3 separate regions of the Ovis aries genome follow, and all the other regions are linked to region 1. Evidence: chromatin contacts called from public Hi-C data. All regions are on one chromosome and are shown on one strand. The core of a region is the stretch at or near the end of the contact, and the rest is flanking DNA. Distances in the headings are between cores, read along the strand shown.

What was found. Hi-C and Micro-C count contacts between places; a contact is called where the count stands out from the background.
Region 2: a contact with region 1 is called in a Hi-C map of liver, with 4 times the contacts expected there. The contact joins the promoter of EEFSEC here to the promoter of RPN1 in region 1. A contact is called at or near these places in 5 of 16 Hi-C or Micro-C datasets (blood, liver, omental adipose tissue and 2 more).
Region 3: a Hi-C map of tail adipose tissue shows a contact between it and region 1, with 2.6 times the contacts expected there. The contact joins the promoter of HMCES here to the promoter of RPN1 in region 1. A contact is called at or near these places in 3 of 16 Hi-C or Micro-C datasets (liver, muscle and tail adipose tissue).

Annotation. Positions count from the first base shown.
Region 1 is chr19:59,164,137-59,168,036 of ARS-UI_Ramb_v3.0, forward strand. It overlaps RPN1 (ribophorin I), which reads left to right and starts at 2,088. Exons shown (of 10, transcript XM_027957856.3): 1 at 2,088-2,400. The coding sequence starts at 2,119. It overlaps LOC121817306 (a long non-coding RNA gene), which reads left to right. Exons shown (of 3, transcript XR_009597475.1): 3 at 1-794.
Region 2 is chr19:59,389,833-59,393,732 of ARS-UI_Ramb_v3.0, forward strand. EEFSEC (eukaryotic elongation factor, selenocysteine-tRNA specific) reads right to left here and starts at 1,851. Exons shown (of 8, transcript XM_027957861.2): 1 at 1,076-1,851; 2 at 1-548. It overlaps RUVBL1 (RuvB like AAA ATPase 1), which reads left to right and starts at 2,017. Exons shown (of 10, transcript XM_042236698.1): 1 at 2,017-2,231. The coding sequence starts at 2,091.
Region 3 is chr19:59,035,559-59,039,458 of ARS-UI_Ramb_v3.0, forward strand. It overlaps HMCES (5-hydroxymethylcytosine binding, ES cell specific), which reads left to right and starts at 1,892. Exons shown (of 7, transcript XM_060402692.1): 1 at 1,892-1,997; 2 at 2,678-2,883. The coding sequence starts at 2,701. COPG1 (COPI coat complex subunit gamma 1) reads left to right here. Exons shown (of 24, transcript XM_027957854.2): 24 at 1,016-1,504. The coding sequence ends at 1,146.

The sequences.
Region 1 (3,900 bases), core at 838-3,337:
GAAATGGCACCAGTTCAGTTCAGTTCAGTTGCTCAGTCATATCCGACTCTTTGCAACCCCATGAATCACAGCACGCCAGGCCTCCCTGTCCATCACCAACTACCAGAGTTCACTCAGACTCAGGTCCATCGAGTCAGTGATGCCGTCCAGCCATCTCATCCTCGGTCGTCCCCTTCTCCTCCTGCCCCCAATCCCTCCCAGCATCAGATATCTTTTCCAAAAAGTCAACTCTTCGCACGAGGTGGCCAAAGTACTGGAGCTTCAGCTTTAGCATCATTCCTTCCAAAGAAATCCCAGGGCTGATCTCCTTCAGAATGGACTGGTTGGATCTCCTTGCAGTCCAAGGGACTCTCAAGAGTCTTCTCCAACACCACAGTTCAAAAGTATCAATTCTTTGGCACTTAGCCTTCTTCACAGTCCAACTCTCACATCCATACATGACCACAGGAAAAACCATAGCCTTGACTAGACGGACCTTTGTTGGCAAAGTAATATCTCTGCTTTTTAATATGCTATCTAGGTTGGTCATAACTTTTCTTCCAAGGAGTAAGTGTCTTTTAATTTCATGGCTGCAGTCACCATCTGCAGTGATTCTGGAGCCCCAAAAAATAAAGTCTGACACTGTTTCCACTGTTTCCCCATCTATTTCCCATGAAGTGATGGGACCAGATGCCACGATCTTCGTTTTCTGAATGTTGAGCTTTAAGCCAACTGTTTCACTCTCCTCTTTCACTTTCATCAAGAAGGTTTTTAGTTCCTCTTCACTTTCTGCCATAAAGGTGGTGTCATCTGCATATCTGAGGTTATTGGTATTTCTCCCAGCAATCTTGATTCCAGCTTGTTTCTTCCTGTCCAGCGTTTGTCATGATGTACTCTGCATATAAATTAAGCAGGGTGACAATATACAGCCTTGACATACATACCAATGGAAAACCAGACCCCCCCCCCAACCCTGATAAAAGAGCCTCAGGACTTGGACTCTCAGTCACCTAAAAGAATATGCTAATTCTCTATGTAGCAGAACAAAGTCGTAAATTCCATTATGTTTATTGGGATATGACCACAGGCCTATTGATAAATGTCTACTGTGTAACTATCTAGGCTTATGACACATGAATCATGGATTAACTTTGATCGTATCTTTTACCTTGTTCGGACCAGTTTCAGGGAATTTGGGGAGGTGGGTTTGAGCATGTACAGTTAGGGCATATAAGGTTTTTCACAAAAACTGGTCGGGGTCCTTGGCTAAGAGCGCTGCCTTGGGCCCGGCGGTGTAATAAACCGCACTCCGCCATCTATCTGCACTGTCCTTCTGAGTGACTTTGCTTCCCGCAACGCTTGCCTACAGCCGGATGAGCTCCTGCTTCCTCCGTCTTTGAGACGCGCTCGTGCGCCCGGGGTCCAGGGAGGCACTGAAGACGCACACACCCAGGAGCTGGGGCCCAGGCGGCTCTGAGCCCCCAGGGCCGAGCGTCCGCGCCGCCGCGCTCAGGGGCGACTGCCGCCTCCCGGCCCCCGCTTCCGGGAGAGCGAGTCTGGCCTAGGCCGGGGTCTCGCTGCCTTCGAGCACCGGTGATGTCTGGTGCGCGCCGGCTCACTCACGGAAGCGATCCGAGTCCCTGGGGCCGCGGAGCTCTGAGGCCCAGGTCGCCCACCGTCTTCCAGCCCTCCTCCCGCCCCTCTTCCCCGCCAGAGCTAGGCTCCCCGCTAAAAGCACGTCTCCCGTCCTTCCTTCAGACGGGCGCGCAGCTCAGAGCTCCGCCAAGCCGCTTCTCGAGGCAGTCAGGAGCGGCGCCAAGTGTCTTCAGGTTCACAGAGAGCTCGGGGGCAGCGTTCCCTAAGCTGGAAGGGAACACGCCGCCCACCCGGCGGCAGCACTTCCCGGGGCGGCGGCGGCGCGCGCCCCGCGTCCGGCGGTGGGGACAGCAGGCGCTCGGCGGGCCGCCCGCGCGCAGGCAGGCGCTCGGCGGGCCGCCCGTTGCCGTGGAGACCGGGTCCTCGGGCGGGCGCCGCCATCTTGGGCGCCGGCCGGCCAATGGGCGGCTGCGCCGTGGCGGACGCGGGGCGCGCGCGGGCGCGCGGGGGGCGGGCGCCCTGCGGCTCAGCTCGGTCCCGGCCATGGAGGCGCCCGCCGCCCGCCTGCTGCCGCCGCCGCCGCCGCTGCTGCTGCTGCTGCTGCTCGCGGCCTGCGCCCCGGCGCCGGGCCGCGCCTCCTCGGACGCGCCGCCGCTGGTCAACGAGGACGTGAAGCGCACGGTGGACCTGAGCAGCCACCTGGCCAAGGTGACGGCCGAGGTGGTCCTGGCGCACGCGGGCAGCGGCTCCTCGCCGCGCGCCGCCTCCTTCCTGCTGGCGCTGGAGCCCGAGCTGGAGGCCCGGCTGGCGCACCTCGGCGTGCAGGTGAGCGGGGCGGCGGGGCGGCGCGGCGGCCGCCCCGGACACGTCAGCAGCGGCCCGCGGCGCGGGCGGCCGGGCCCCGGGCCTGCGGGGGCGCGCGGCCGGAGCGCGGGGGCGCGCGGCCGGAGCGCGGGGGCGCGCGGCCGGAGCGCGGGGGCGCGCGGCCGGAGCGCGGGGGCGCGCGGCCGGAGCGCGGGGGCGCGCGGCCGGAGCGCGGGGGCGCGCGGCCGGAGCGCGGGGGCGCGGGGAGCCGCCCCAGGCCGCAGCGGTCGGAAACTCGGGTCTCCTGCTTCCAGGGTTGTGCCTCTTTGAAACCGTTGCGCACAGAACGCATTTCTTACGGCTGCGAGGAACTCTTGAAAAAAACAGTTCTCTCTTCTTTAAGTTAGTTTAAAAACTCGTGCGAGTCATAGGGTACAGAAGAGGAAAGTCCAGTTCTCTGCCTCCCCCGACCTGTTCTCATTCTGACAGTAAAGCAATAAATGGATCCCCAGTCGGCTTCTTTTCTTCCAGGCGTTTCAGTCGTCAGTTTTACGTCCCTCGAGGAGGCAGTGTTGGCTTTGGGCGTAGGGAACATACATATGCAGAGGTTTCCCTTTTATTGCTGTTCCCATTAGACAACATGCATTAAGTGATTACCCAATTATTAGTTGGGAAAATAGTCATTACAGTGTCGTACTTCTGAACTTGGAGCTGTAGAGTTGCCTTTATAGAGATCATGCTTCCGAAATGACTCCTGTTCCCTCTCAGGCCTCCTCCATGATGTAGGGCGCAGGTTTGCTTCAAGCTTTGTGGAAGGATGGATTAAAACTTCACTTTTATGTGCTGGACTGTCAAGTCCTATTCTTTTATAAAAGCTCCTCCTACCCAGCGAGGCTGCCAGAGTGTGAGACGACTACAGCAGAAGCTATCTGGCCATCATGCCTGGAGAGCCTGCTTCGAACCTGGGTTGCTGTACTGGTGTCTTACTGAGAATTTACCTGGTGTTGGGTGTTGTGGTCGGTATTTTAAGGACATTCGCATTTAACTCTCACAACAGCCCTTTGGTGTGTACTCTAACTGCACGTGAGGGCTGGAGTCTGGGGGATGAGTTGTTTAAACCCCTGCCTGCAGTCTTAGGGTAGAGTCAGGCCTTAGGCTGGTTTGTTTCAGACCTCATTTGTGTTCTTCAGCACACCACACTGCCTCTTCTGGCCTAAGTGAGAAGAGGCAGGGTTCTGCAGGAGTATAAAACCTGCGGTCCGGTCACCAGATTTATCCAGAGTCAATTTTATTTTATTTTTTTTTTGAGTCCAAAAGAGAGGCTTTTTTGTACCTCTGTCTCAGTGGGGGACATAACCGGATGATAAACTTAACCAAGACGATGCATATTTTCCAACAACTGACTGGGAGTCTTGGTGCGGTTGCTTGAAGTTTTTTCAGGGAATTATCTTCACCCTTACATGTAGACTTTCAGAAGCTGGTGGAAGGCACTGTGGGGATCAGTGACTAGGAGCCAGTGTC
Region 2 (3,900 bases), core at 601-3,100, 230 kb after region 1:
CTCTGTGCTGGCTCCACCCTCAGGCGGAGCCTTCCCATGTAGCGGCAAAGATGACGCGGAGACCCAGGACCAAGGCTCTTTCCTGTTATTTCCCGTAAAGGTGCAGGACTAAGTGTCACTGGACTGTCCGCTAACATTTCTGAACCAATCACTATTCTGGGGACGAGAGGACACCGATCGGCCAGGCCAAGGTCCCGTGTCCATCCCGGAAACGAAGCTGAGGGAGGGCCAACCCATCTAAGCCATGTGGTGCCCAGAGGGGTAAGGGTGGTTCTCTACAGAAAATGAGAGTGAGGGGGGTCAGGAGGTAAGAAGGGTGCTGGGCAGGCATGATAATCAAGTCTACTGCCGTGGCCTCACCGACCTTCATGCGCCTTGGAGCCTGGCCTGCTACATCATCTTCTGCTGAAACAGAAGGAACTGCCTGACTCTGCGGCCAGGTCCAGTTTCTCTGCACGCTGGACCTGCAGTCTAGGCCTGGAAAGGCATTTGCTCAATTTGTGATTTTGGACAAACTCCATCCTCCTTTAGGGCCTTAGTTTCCGCACCTGTAAAAAGAGAATGCTGGGTCAGATCAGATTTCTGAACCCTTCTTTAAGCAGGAAAAAAAAATGCAGCCGCTCTGGTGGAAGAGGAGGTGGGGGACAAAAGTTTCCATTCACTGACAGAAACCACTACCAAGTCCGGTTAAGATCCAGTGTGTAAAATACACGCAGCAAAACTGCCTGACTCCGTGGGAACGGGGGGGGGGGGGGGGGGGGGGGGCGGGGTTCCAGAACCGGGCAGAAGCCTTAGCTATGAGCCAGACACTGACGCTAAAATGACGGACAGCAGCGACGAGGTCTGCGCTTTCACAGCGCCTGCAGTTTAGTGGGAGAGGCTGACTCTGACCGGACAGTCATGCAAGTAACTGGAAACCTAGACTCAGAAGTGATGACGGAGAAGCGCAAGGAGAGACGAGAGTCAGCAACCACTGCAGCACGATGTGGCTTCAGGCCTGTCTCAGCCCCGATCCAGAAAGGCCCCCCTGAGCTCTGGGCAAGTCCCTCGTTTCTCTGGACCTGAGTCCACTTACCTGCGACATGGCAAAGCACCATCTTCTCCTAAGAACGTTAGCCTGCCATCAGGGTTCCGTGTGGGCATTACCATATCACCTTCTGGTGCCTTCCTAGGCTCTCCAGCTGTTCCAGGTGGCCTGCTTGGGGCTTGCACACCTCACCATCGCAAGCTTCCCAACTAAGGACTAAGCTTGTTAAGGCTGCAGACTTTGTATTTAAGCCTGCATCGTGGAGTGTCCGGCTCAGAGCAGGTGCAAACCAACGTTTATTGAACGGATGGGTGGATGGGAAGAGCACACTGTTCCAGGCAGCGCTGACATTTTCATGGAACGGACAGGACGCAGCCGCGGGATGACCGTCCAATCCGAGGGCTGGGATGAGGGTCCCACAGGCTGCCGCGCCTTAAGCCCTCAGCAGAAATTCCAACTGCTGATTACTTGCTGCGCGCTCTTGGGTGACTTGCGGGGCCTCTTTGCGCCCGCATCTTCATCCGGACTAGGAATTACCCTAAACGAGTAAAGCGAGAGGCGGAGGCGAGGGGACGCAGAGGACAGGCCCCTGAGGACGCTGAGCACGGCCTCCCCGAAGACGGCGGCAGGAGTGGCTGTCAGAAAGCTGCTCAGCCGGCGCAGGTCGAAGCTTGAGTTCTAAACCTGTCTGTTCGTCTCCGACACCGAGGTCGAACTTGAGCTCCGCAGAGCGGTATCGGTTCGAACGCGCTCACGGCCGGAAGGCCCGGTGAAGAGCGGGACGCGCGCCCCTAGTGAGCCGCAGCGCCGCCCGGCTAGTCCCTACCCAGGAAGGAAGCGCCCCCCGCGGGGGAAGCCAACCGTGGGACACCGCCGGAAGCTGGTGGGCGGGCCCTACCGGCAGCCGCGACGGGCGCAGCCAGGAGCCAATGGAGCGCGGAGGCGTTCCCGCCGCGGCCAATGGGACGCCGACCTAGGCGGGACCAACCGCCTGGTAACGGCCTCGTGGTGACGGGGTGCGCGCTGCCTGGGCTGTGCGGGCTCGGGGGCTGCGGTTGTCAGGATGAAGATCGAGGAGGTGAAGAGCACCACGAAGACTCAGCGCATCGCCTCCCACAGCCATGTGAAGGGGCTGGGGCTGGACGAGAGCGGCCTGGCCAAGCAGGCGGCCTCGGGCCTCGTGGGCCAGGAGAACGCGCGTGAGGTGTGGCGCGGGCGGCGGGGCGGGCCTGGCGGGGCGGCGGGGCGGGCCTGGCGGGGCGGCGGGGCCGGGGCTGCGGCGGGGCGGGCCTGGCGGGGCGGCGGGGCCGGGGCTGCGGCGGGGCCGGGGCTGCGGCGGGGCCGGGGCTGCGGCGGGGCCGGGGCTGCGGCGGGGCCGGGGCTGCGGCGGGCGGCGGGGCGGCGCGGAACCCTGCTCTCCCGGACCGCGCGTTTCGGACACAACGTTTAAACCGCCCAACGGGAGTGTTAGACTTTGGGGACGGGCTCTGGGGGGCTTTCTGAGAGCGCATTGCGAGGCCCTGGGATTTTAAAGCCGGCAAGTGGCCAGGCTCGGCAGGTGACGGGTACCGAGTCCTTTTTGACCATTCCACTTAAAGCCCATATCTACCGAGGGATGGCGGTGCCCGGTCCTTTCTGCTGCATTATTATCACAGAACTATTCAGGCTCTTTTTTTTTCTTTTTTTTAATTGTTGCTTTTTTTGTAGATGAAAAAATTCAGGGTGAGAGACCTGTCCACCCAGCCCCCTGGCGACTCAGTTTAGTAACACTGGAGTTTGTGCCTGTGTTTCTGACTCCTGAGACAGTGCTGTCTGTGTAGCAGTCCCCCTCAGCCCGTTGCCAGGACCTCTGCTGTGGCTCAGCAGCTCTCAGTCCAGGCCAAGACTCTTGCCCTCTAGCCTAACTGTGCTAAGAAAGGGCCAAAGAGAAGCCTCCATTCTGGACACCATGCTTGCAGAGGGGAAACTGTGGCAGGATTAAGGTGACTAGCTTCTCTTTATCCAGCCTCAGCTGTCTGAGAGGCTATCACTGCAGAGTCGCTGCGTCCTCTCCACGTGCTAAGCAGCCCCGTTTCCATCGTCCTATCGTCCCCTCCATCCTTAGACTGCCCCTCTCTGCTTTTTTATGGCACTCTTCTGACGTACGGCAAAACTGAAAGAGCTGTGTACCTGTGTGCCCAGGTTCTACAAGCGACACTTCACGCCGTTGCTTGTCTTCTGTCTGTCCATTTAGCCCTCCAGCAGGCTGCCTTTGCATGTCACGCTCAGTCGCAGACATTAGTATACTTCACCGTAAATCCGATAGCATTCGGGCCTCGGTGTTACGAATTCTGTTTTTGGACGAGAAAACTGTGTTTCACAGAGATCAGGTTATGGGTCTCAGATTACTCAGCTGGTGCTTGGCAGAGCTAGGCAAGGCAGCCTGACTCCAGAATCCACGCTGTTAACTCAGCTGCTATGTGCCTCCATCTGAATATGAGCTTCCCAAGGATAGAGACCGGGTGGTGGTAAATATCCAGAACCTGGGTTATGATAGGGACTCAGAATTTATGTGCTGACTTATTAGTCATCCCACCGCTGCCGCCAGGTCCTTGTTTGGGTCTGGTCACATCACCAGCCTCCTTGGTGTTTAATAGGCTCACCTGAAAAATGAGAGTTACAGCTCTCTAAAGGCCCTTCCAGTTCATGCTTTTTAAATCTTGGAATTCACTGGAAGAAGCTCACTGGAGAGAAGGAACCTAAATGGAAGCATATTAACGGGAAGAGGGGGTGTGTGAATAAGAGCACACAGACAAGGCTTGAAAAGTCTTCCTCCTCTTTGAATCGCCCAGAGCTCCAGTGCTGAGGGTTATGAATGATGTCAGAGGTCACTG
Region 3 (3,900 bases), core at 642-3,141, 130 kb before region 1:
TGTGTGCACTCTGGGTATTTGTAGGGTGAGTTTCTCAAGGCTTTACCAGGTCAAAGTGCATCTTTCATCTCGGTAAATATCTCCAGCTGCCTTCCATAGGAATCGTGTGCCTTCTCTCCCACACTTCCAACCGGGCAGCGTGTTCGCAACCTGCGCGGCCTGTGCTGGGCGTGTCCGTGTGTCTCGAGTGGCTTCACTCTGAGTGTCCTGTGTACTGACGGGCGCTCAGCATCTCAAGTGCGATCTGCCATGATTGCTCTCACCCCCTCTGACGTGAAACAGCGCGTGCATTCTATTTATTTCTATAGTTTCCACTGAGTTGGTTATTCCTTTCTGATAGGAATGGGGTTTTTAAGCAGTTCTGGGAATTTTCAAACACACACACGGAACCCCCGTGCACTCCTCCCCCAGCCGTAGCAGCAAGCATCTCCACCCAGATGCGGTCTCCACCCCCAGATTATTCTAGGGCAAGCCCCATACATAGATATTTCGTATGTAAATATTTCTGACCCGTTGGTTCTCCAAAAGCTAATGAGCCAGTGCGCTTGCTGCACCTGGGACTGTGAGCAAAGGGAAGTTCTGTTTTCTGAGTGTTTATAAACAGGGTTAGGAAGTGGCTCTGCTCCAGTGCCCCGCTCACAGCTGGCCGCCCCCAAGCCTGCAGTGCGGCGCCCCATCCCCTGGGCTTTGCAGACGCCTGCACTGCGATTTTGCCCTGGTGGGGCTGTCCCTCGGTCTGTGACCTTCGATGCGGTCTGAGAGCCTCGGTGATGTCGCACAGAACCATACACGTCCAGTGGTGCATCGGGGCTTGGCAGCAGCGTGACATGCAGACTGATCTCTGCCGAGGTCACTGATGACGCTGTAGTTCAGAGAGGTGTAGTGACGTGCCCAGCGCCTCGCACAGCTCCCGTCTCACCCCAGAGCTGCCTCTGCCAGCTGTGGCACGCCGCCCTCAGCCCAGCCCCGCAGCCCCCTCCGGCCTTACGCGCCTGCCTTCTCCCCTCCCCTGCAGGCGTGTTCCGGGGCGGCCATGATGTCCTGGTGCGCTCCCGGCTGCTGCTGTTGGACACGGTCACTCTGCAGGTAACAGCCAGAAGTTCGGAGGAGCTGCCTGTGGACATCGTCCTGGCGTCTGTGGGCTAAGGGGCCAGCTTGCATCGGATCACGTCCTCCCCTTTCCCCGAACACTACGCAGGAGTCGCGCCTTCCTCCTGAACCCAGTGGAAGCTCCTTTCCAAGCCTGTGTATTGAAAAGCAATTAGGAATCACTGAGGGTCTTTTGTTGTGTTTTTCGTTTTCTTAAATTGACCCCCCGCCCCAAACCCCGCTGCTGACAGTGACTCTTTAAATGGCGTAATTTTAGCTCATCCTAGAACGTCGTGCTGCCTTGCCTGCCAGGGAAGGGGCATTGCAAATGAATAAAGTGCTTGCACCACCTGACTTTATCCCCTTTGGAACCATCATCTTATCCCTACAAATAAATCAGCATGTATTTATTGAATGACTGCTACTTCTGCAGACTCGTGCTTAGGGGTCCGGCTTCTCTGCCGCCCGTAGCCCTTTGCCACAGTACCTACAGGAGGCAGGACCCTCTCACGGGCCTCTGCCCGTGCCCCACACCCCGGAGCGGGAGCAGCACGGGCTTGCTGAGGGGATGACAGCCGTGGGCGGGCACAACCACCCTCCTGTAGGAGATGGGTGAGGTCTGGGGGTCTGGGTGGGCCGAGTGCAAGGTCTGAGGTGGGGGTGCAGTCCTGAGGCTGGAGGAACAGCCCCGCAGAGCGGAAGGCCCTGGTTTCCGCAGCTGGGCTTTTAAACCCAGGTGTGGTGGTTTTGCCAATACATATGTTTTGCCTATTTTTAAAAACCTTGGCGTCGACCGTTAAAGATTCGTATTTGGGGTGGGGGTAAAGGTGGAGGCCTTGCAAAGTATTCCGGTGCCCACTGAAGTGTGAGTGACCCGTGATTCGGGCCGTTCCCGGCCCCTCCCCGAGGTTAGTCATGCAGGCAGTTCACCCCGCAGGGGCACGGCCAACACGGAGGACGTGGACCCCGAGACTATCCGTCTCCTTGTCCGTCTCCTTGTCGGGCGCTTTCAGGAGAGCCACGTTCCCGGGCAGTCCCTGGGCGCAGCGCGGGAGCGGGCGCAGCGCGGGAGCGGGCGCAGCGCGGGAGCGGGCGCAGCGCGGGAGCGGGCGCAGCGCGGGAGCGGGCGCAGCGCGGGAGCGGGCGCAGCGCGGGAGCGGGCGCAGCGCGGGAGCGGGCGCAGCGCGGGAGCGGGCGCAGCGCGGGCCGGGAGGAGGCGCCGGCGCGCGGGGGGCGGAGCCTGTCACGGGGCGGGGCCAGGCGGCCGCTGGGGGCGGGGCCAGGCGCGGGCGCGCGAGAGCGGCGGGCGAGCTGCGGGCGAGTCGCGGCGGGCGCGGGCGGCGGCGGCGCTCGGCTCTCGGGGTCAGCGGTCCTGGAGCGGGCGGAGCGGGGCTGGGGGCGGCGGCGCGGCTGGGCGGGAGGCGGCCCAGGCGGGGCGGGCTCCCTTCTGTCGGCGGGCCGGGCCGCGCCGGGCCGCGGGGCGGGCGGCGTCCCCGGGAGCCGGGCGCGCGGGCCGGGGCTGGGGCTGGGGAGAGGCGGGCCGCGTGGGGCGAGGCCCGAGTCCGACTCCTTCTGGCCCCGCGCGCAGGGCTCGCGGTGTGGGCGCCGAGGATGTGCGGCCGGACGTCCTGCCACCTGCCCAAGGAGGTCCTGGCCCGGGCCTGCGCCTACCGGGACCGGCAGGGCCACCAGCGGCTCCCGGAGTGGAGGGACCCCGACCGGTACTGCCCCTCGTACAACAAGAGCCCGCGGTCCAGCAGCCCGGTGCTGCTGTCCCGGCTGCACCTGGAGAAGGTGAGCGCCGACCTGATCTGGGTCGTTTAGGGATCTTAAAGAGAAAAAGGAGCAAGGGGATCGCTGTGCCCCTTAGGAGTCCAGCTTATCAGACTCTCTAGGCTTAGGGCAGCGCCAACACTAGCCTCCAACGCCTCTGATGTTTCTTGAACGCTGAAGCTTCTACCCTTTCTGCTCGTTTTATCTCTAACTGAAGCCAGGAACAGAGGTGTTTGGTCTGGTATTCCAGAGTTCGATTGCTTTCTTGTGTTTCTAGAATCGACATCTGTAGTCCTGGAGTGGTCAGTAGTTTATAATGTTTTGCTTCCTTGCTTTATCTCCTGAGAGAGAGAGGGGGAGTGTCTGTATATATGCAGTGTAGTAAAAGTGCTTCATTCCGGAGAGTGATAGTTTCTCCTTGTCTTAGGTATTTTGAATATCTTTGATATGTTTTAAAATCCTGCTTGTTTCCTTCTTCAATTTGGTCCATAATGCATGAGACACTTCACAAAGTTGCTTGAACCCCTGTTGCTCACTTTTTTCTTTTTCACGTTTTAGGCCCCACCATGCAGCATGTAGGGAAAGTGTTCAGTGACCAGGGACTGAGCCTGCGCCCCGGTAGTGGAAGCACAGAGTCTTAGCCACTGGACCCCCAGGGAAGTCCCTGTTGCGTGCTCTTCAGAAGTGTTGTGTTTATAGGGTAGTCAACAGGTTCATCTTTACGTTAGGAAGATCATATTTTGAAATCAACATATGAGATAACTGATTTTTTTGGTTGAGTGAAGCCATTATTTACATGAAATAGTTACTCGAGCCATTTTTAGTCGGTGCATACTTCCCTATTGAAACTAAAAAACCTTTTTAATGAGCAGAAAATCAAAATAAATACTATGGGAAACCTTGACTGGGAAAGAAAAAAAAAAAACATTTCAGAAGAAAGCATAGTCTGGAGACAAGGACCGACTGTATGCGGCGTCTCGGTGTTTAGCCACGGTTCTCTTTGTACCACCTCATCATCGAGTGAGTGTCAGCTGGAAG